Regions from separate parts of the Gadus morhua genome. Here region 1 is linked to region 2. The links are chromatin contacts, called in public Hi-C maps. All regions are on one chromosome and are shown on one strand. The core of a region is the stretch at or near the end of the contact, and the rest is flanking DNA. Distances in the headings are between cores, read along the strand shown. Region 1 holds the start of slc38a9 (solute carrier family 38 member 9). Region 2 holds the start of LOC115558760 (E3 SUMO-protein ligase PIAS1).

Evidence for each region. Hi-C and Micro-C count contacts between places; a contact is called where the count stands out from the background.
Region 1: a contact with region 2 is called in a Hi-C map of heart, with 2.3 times the contacts expected there. The contact joins the promoter of slc38a9 here to the promoter of LOC115558760 in region 2. A contact is called at or near these places in 3 of 6 Hi-C or Micro-C datasets (blood, gill and heart).

Annotation. Positions count from the first base shown.
Region 1 is chr14:18,733,151-18,736,592 of gadMor3.0, forward strand. It overlaps slc38a9 (solute carrier family 38 member 9), which reads right to left and starts at 1,742. Exons shown (of 15, transcript XM_030376996.1): 1 at 1,523-1,742; 2 at 1-146. The coding sequence starts at 90.
Region 2 is chr14:18,560,069-18,563,855 of gadMor3.0, forward strand. LOC115558760 (E3 SUMO-protein ligase PIAS1) reads right to left here and starts at 2,309. Exons shown (of 13, transcript XM_030377184.1): 1 at 2,278-2,309. The coding sequence starts at 2,301.

The DNA.
Region 1 (3,442 bases), core at 492-2,991, 170 kb after region 2:
TTTGCAGTCCAAAAAGTCGGTGGAGTCCCTCCGGTCTGAGCTCTCAGAATTTTGATCTGAGCTTACAAGTGGTTTCCAGTCCTCGTCCATGATGCTTGGTTAGTGTCTTGAAATCATTACCCAAATGAGGCTTTGATCGTATAGGTCTAAGCAAATGAAACAGTAAAGAAAATATATTTGGAGGCTTAAAAGGTCAGTTCACACATGAAACATGTTAGCTTTATCTTTTGAATAATTTGTGTTGCGTGTAATTCATGATAATGCTACCGGAGTCATTGTGTTTTATAAGTTCACACTCTGTGTATAGCTGTGTTCCTATTTAGAGGCAGTAGCTGCCGCTACAGGAACATACATGAGCAAATTTCCTTCTTTATGAGATGTGTTGTTGCTGGTTATACAGCAACTTGAATAATGCAGCTTGATGGCAAGCTTCCCAAACCTTGGACCCTGGTTTCCAACGCAATTTATAGTTGTGTGGCTTTTCCTGCAGCGCGTCTAGCTGGGCCAGGATTGCCTTCGAAAACTGAAGTTCAGGGTTTTCTAGTTCCAGGGATGTGCAAAATTCCCCTTTCTGAAGGTCGAATAAAGGTTGGTGGTATAGCGAATAATCGACAATGCAAATTTGTCCACAGGGTCAGAAATTAACACCTTGCAGGTGCCGAATGTGGTTCAAAGTGGCATTGCAAAACCGATATCCTGAACCAAGGCACTAAATAAAGATGTTTACACTAGTCAATCTGTGGATGCTTGAATACTTTGGTTACGTCGAAAATGTATCCTTTAAGGAAATAAGCAGCCGAAACTTCCTGATTGTAACTATCAGGACAGGTGTTTTAGCATTCCGGCTAATACTAATTTAAGCCAATCGGTAATATTTTTTAAGTATTGCTCCATGGTTTAGCCAACGGTTTTAGCTATTCAAATATGTGCGTTTACAATTTCGTGTGCAATACATAGGCCTACTCGTCAGCCATTCTTTTCATTAAATGTATTTACCATAGTTTAACAATATTGAGTACTGTTGGCCTTTCAAGTAAAATATATAGTCCCCTCCCCTGGATATGTTCTACTTGTAGAAGTGCAGCCTGTTGTCCTCTTTATTATGTGCAGGCAGTGTTATTTTTGATTGCAAACGTTTGAAGTATGCATCAAGCGTTGTAGTGTTACAAGCAGTGAAAAACAAAATACAATGTTATGCGTTATAGACGACACAAGGATAGGCTATTCGCCAACTTTTTAGACTCGGATGCAAATCTATATACAAATTTGAGGTGTAGATAAAGGCTGGTCTAAAATCAGACGTATTTATGAAAGATTAGAGTTTGACGTTAAAAGTTATTATGAATTGATATCCGATCAATTCGATAGGTAATACTAAATCGTGGTGTTGTTTAGGTTACTTACCTTTCAGTGTCACGTTTCAAACTAACAGATACCTAACGTAACCCTAACAATATTTCCATAGACTTGATAGTATGGTAAACAACGTTTTCTATAGATGCAACGCTCAGCGAAGTCTCACCACAATTGATTTCCGCTGTCTCATTCACGTGACTGTTTTTGTTGACACAGCAGTGAGCCCAGTCCTTGCGACACTGTAACGTGTGGACCTAGGGGTTGGCGGTACCAAAGAACTGGGCGGTGCAAAATAAATAGGCGGCATAACAGATTCTCCCCTTGATTTGTTCGTGAATGTTGTCTGTCAGACGTTGGTGACTGACCGACCAATAGCCTCCATGTACAGGTACTTCCGCCCGGTTCTGTGCAAGGCAGCTTACGTGACGCATAGATGTGACGTTCCTCACTTCGGTACTACTTCCTACGCCATTTAACCTAACCTATATTCTATAATATGTCCATGCATTTAACAGACTAAAGGTCAGATAACCGGTACAATTATTATCCATATCATTTAGATGAATTTATTCAAAGCGCATTTTCAAGGCTTTTGTGTCGACATTTTAGTATGTAGCCTACTACACTCTGGATGTGTTCATACTTTTTCCATTTGAAAGATAACTTTGTATAGGCATATGTATCCCTGGGGACCAGCCGGTTGATGTCAGAGGTTTTAAAGAATAACTCATCCATGCAACAGCTTCTACTCTGGTAACAACAATTACACATGTGCATCACTTGATTACTATTGATCCGTAGCAGCATCCTGCAGAAACGACCTATCAGGGTGCGGTCTGCTTTAATTTTTTTGGATTCCCACCTCTGATTGGTTGGAAGGGCTCTCCGACGAAGTTTACCGACTCTACGTGAAGACGCATGAGAGACGCGGTAAAGCAGAAGAAAATAAAATACAATAGATAATAATGGATACGAATTCCAGAAAAATATTATTTGAATATAAATTAATAAATTAATTGCTGATTATTAAACACACAAAATACACCGTAAGAAAATAAAATGATGACTTCACATTTAAGAAAGATTACTGGGGGCAGTTAATTTCAACATCAGCATAAGTTGAGCCTCTTTTTTTCACATGTGATTTGGGATTCAACTGGCCTAAAATATTCCCGTTGACCAAGTCCGACCTAAGTACGACAAGAACGCATCGATTGAGGGAGCGCTTGTTGTAATCCAACTTAGGAAAACTGTAGTTCCACGCGAGAGACGCTAGAGGTACTGGCCGTCGCGTAATGAAGTTCGAGGGTAAAACGCCAGAGCTTAGTTGATGATGGTTAACACCCCAGGGCAGAGGGTGGGGAGACAGGCCTTCAATAGGGTCGTTGGCAGTAGGTCCAGACTGCTGGATGTAGTCCTGGCTTTGGTCATGAGGTCAAAGACTCCAGCAGGGAAAAGGTAGAGAAGCAGCACTGTGGAGGGCAGGCATATGGGTGGTTTGTATCCTGCAGATTTTATGTAGCCGGCGGGCAGGGTCATCCGGAGCTGCTGATGGAGGGTTTCCATCCATCAGCAAATTGAAGAAATCCAGGAACCTGGAGCAGAGGTCAGCAGCATCAGAGGGTTGTGGGGCATCAGGAAGGTTGAGAAGGAGGGTGATGGTAGAGAAATATTGTTTGGGATGTTTTTGAGTAGTGTTAGAGTGTTTGGAGTAATAGAGTGTTTTTGTCAAGGAGAGAGCCTCTTTGTAATCCTTGACGTGGTCTCTGTAGGCTTTGCGAAGGACAGTGAGGCCAGGTCTTTTGTATAGCCTCTCGAGCCGGCACCCAATGGACTTCAACCTCGGAAGCTCTGGGGTAAACCAGGGAGTGGGGCGGGCAAAAAAGACAGATCTTGTGATTAATGGGGCAATGGAGCCCAGGCTGAGGGCGAGAGCGATGTTGTAATGCTCCACCAGGCCGTCGACTGTGTGGTTTTGGGGCTGGATGGTGAGGTTGATCGCTAGAGTGTTGGCCAGCATGGATGTACACACACGTTTCCTGTTCCTGTATGTGATGGACTGCTTTGAGGGCTGCTTTGGGAGGGC
Region 2 (3,787 bases), core at 1,059-3,558:
TCCGGAGACACTGAGCAGGGATTCTATTATTGGACATTAGTCCTGTAGCCCAGGCTGACGGCACTGGGGCCTCCGGAGACCATACGTTACATATAGATATAGGTTGGATACATGACATGCTAGCAGCATACAATCTAAAGTCAAGAGTTGAAAACTGAACTGTGGCCGGTTGTGGATATTAGTGGTGAATTGATGCAGTGCATTTACGTGTGTCAGAGAAAGTGTTATTTTACAAAACTTGGCAATGTGTGCTCCATATACTTCTTACTTCAGTCTAAAAAGCAATGCTGCTAACATCCAAATCTCATCATTATCAACATAGTTAGACAGGTCGTGTCTAAAGTGATACTGTGCAACACCACTAAACAACGCTAAAAACACCAGCTTGTGTTTAAAGTGAACACACAGACACACACACAATTTAAAATACAGAGCAAAGATGAAAACAGTCATCAACTGCTTTAGTGATTTCAGCTCAGCAGACGTCAGGAACTTTCAGAACTCATCGCCGGCCCACTGCTGGTAACGACTTTGACGAAGAAAGAAATAGGCAGGTGCTGAGAGAGGATGTAGGGGAGCACAGCGACGGCCCTGTATCATTAGGGATTAACCTAGCCGCAGGCTCTACAAATAGACTGTCTCCACCTATAAGCCACCGGCACACAGACATTTATTTGTACTGCCAGGTTGTTGCTGGAGCAGCAGCTGTGCAGGTGAGAGAGGGAGCACTTCTGACATACTCTGAGTCCCGGGGATGGACCCACCATGGTCACTTTGTTGGGGCAATACAGCAGTAATACTATGAATACACATGCACAATCACTTTAAGACATGTTTGCTTTCTGATTGTTGAACACCTACCGCACTAGGAAGACATTGCCTTGAGAGAGTATGTCATTGTTGTCTCACAAATATTGGTAGACATCTCTAGCTAGAAATCTAAATAATTGTAAGATTACTTTGTTCATAGAACAGATGTAAAGCTATTGCCCTTAAATTGTTCTGGCATAGAATGAGGCATAAGGAGGTTCTGACCTCCAGATGAGAAGAGACATTTTCTTCAGGTGGCTAGAAGAACGATCAACACACCAAGAAGGTGGGCACACAACCTTCTGCAACAAAAAATGTACATCAGGGTATAGCTCAGAAAAAGAGTAGATGCATTGAGCTCGACTCCGCCTCATTCATTTGAAACGTGTTTCTGCTATAGACCCAATAAATACTGGGAATGTATTTGCAGACAAATGTCTGCTCAATTACTGCAATAACCTTGCTAAAATTTAGTCAAATGAAGTAGCCTAAAATGGAAGTAATGGATTAATGATAGTGTTGTCTGAAACAAATCCAATCTGTAGGATAGATGAATCTCCTGGTTAGGGTTAGGGTTAGGGTTAAGTAGCACTATGTAATATATGTACATGCATCCAAGAGACTCTTGTCCTGTCTCCTGACTCATTTAAATGCACAAACTTTAACAACACTTGGCAGAGGACTTTATCTGAACACTTTAACACATACAATTCTTGATTGCAATATTAAACTAATAACACTATTGTGACAACGTTACAAACATTGCTTAGTTGTTTATATTTTGTCAAGCAAAGTGATAAAACAATGCCCAGTTTAAACAAAGTTTATTTTTATGAAGCATGTATACTCAACGATAAAAAAACAAAGGTCTGATTTTATAGCAAATAAAATACCTAAAATACCAACCTACACCATTCGGCTAACAGTTTGAATCATAATTTACTCCGTTAATAAACTTTGTCAACAAACTTTGCTGAAGCTTCCAATTGTATGGCACTTAATGAATGAATATGAGGTTTTGTTGAAGCCAAAAACAGCCAGTAATCAGATGAAAACTGACATCGACCCAGTTGTCATCTGACGGCGCTCACCGAAATCTCATCTCTGTGACTGAAATCTTAAATATAACTCAATGGACAGTAAGCTTCCGGCATAACCATGAATGAAAGCAATAGGTCTGTTTCGCATACGAAGAAGATGAAGTCATTATAACGTTTAAAGCATGTAGCGTCCAGACAGTAAACACAGTTACGGCAAACCAGCTTGTCTCTCAATATCAACAAAAACATGCTGGCTGGGCTTTGGCTTCTGGAGATTCAAAAATGTTTCCCATGTTCTTACAATTTAAATGAAACACTTAACAAAATCCAAATTATCGTAGGCTTTAGTCGTGGAGTCCAAATAGGACTTCGCCTGCAAACGCCTGACAACCGATTAAATTTATAATGATTTCAAGCTGCGCCTTACCTTCAGTTCCGCACTCTCCGCCATCTTGTATTTCTTTGCGCAAGCGTGATAGAAGTTGGTCACATGACTGGGACGCGCAGAACCCTCCGTGGCCATGCCGCGGACGCGCAAATGGCAACAGAGGGAATGTTTTTTCAGCCAATCTGTATTGTGCATGACCTATTAAAGAATTGTATTGTGAGGCTAAAGCCTTTTTAAAATATTTTTTTGTGGTTCAAGGTCATACATTTTTTACTTACATTATTTTGAACAGTTGACACTCTTGTCACTCTTGTTCATTGTCACTCTTGCCTATAAGTTGTCTATTTTACAATTCAAATTATAATAAAGAATTTAATCAGGGTAAATTAGTTTACTACCTAACATATTTTCGTTCAAATACCTTGAGAAAAACTGTTTTAGAGGCTCAGAGCTCAGGTTATTGCATTTCAGGCCAAGAACCAGTAGATGGCAGCATATCACAACAAACTCACCTTGCGCGCCTGAAACGCAGGGAGGGAGGGAAATTAAATAGGCTACAAAATAAAGAAAATGGCAATTTATGTATGAATAAATTAATAAAGGAACAGTGAATGGATAAAAAAAAACCAATCAATTACCAACAACGATTAATGATCAAGTCATCCAGATTGTTTTCACAATTAGGAATATGTTCCATGCAATTCTTAATTACAATGAAGATAGAACAGCTTGACGTTTGATATATGAACTGATTTAAACCATTCTTTCCAACTATCAATATCCTTGTTGACTTCTCACTCAGTATGCTGAGTAAATTGCAAAAATCCCAATGCTTGTTACAATTATCAATTATCTGGAGTGTTTTCACAAATCGATTATCAATGCAGCATGTTATTTATTTATTTTTTGCACGAGATAACCACGTTCATCTAAATCCCGATTTTAACGCATACATCCAGAGTCTATAGCAGAGAGAACTACAACAGGTGCCTTAATGTTGAATTAAAAGTCAGCTGCAGCTGTAACGATCAAGTGCAGAATCAAGACACAAACCATAGCGGAAGAACAACAGCAAAAACATGCCTGTATGTTTATTATCTGTTAACAAAGCATAGGAAGCAAAACGCTGTATCATTTTAAAAACATGCAAAAATAATGCATCACAAACATGTTAATACAAAGATCGGTCATCTTTTTGGTAGCAGACATTGATTCGTTTGGCTTGTGCAAATTGTGTTTGTAGCCGATGTCAATTAAACGGAAGTTTAAGCTCACGTTTATTCTCCTTTAGAAAGGCCTGAAAGTATTTCCCTAAAAGAACGTGCGAGGACAGCATAGGCACATACACGCCATTGCAGCTTGAGTATTAGAAGGTTGATTCCTTGGAAAGAAGTTCCAATGCTCCCTTTTCTCTGATGTTAAAATAAAAAATAAATAAAAAAAACATTTTCGTACGAACCCAATGTCAAACAAATTCTCCATCCTAATGCCAAAAAGGTGGTTTATTTCCAGCGAGAAATATAAATGGGAATGTATCACTTCACTGTCA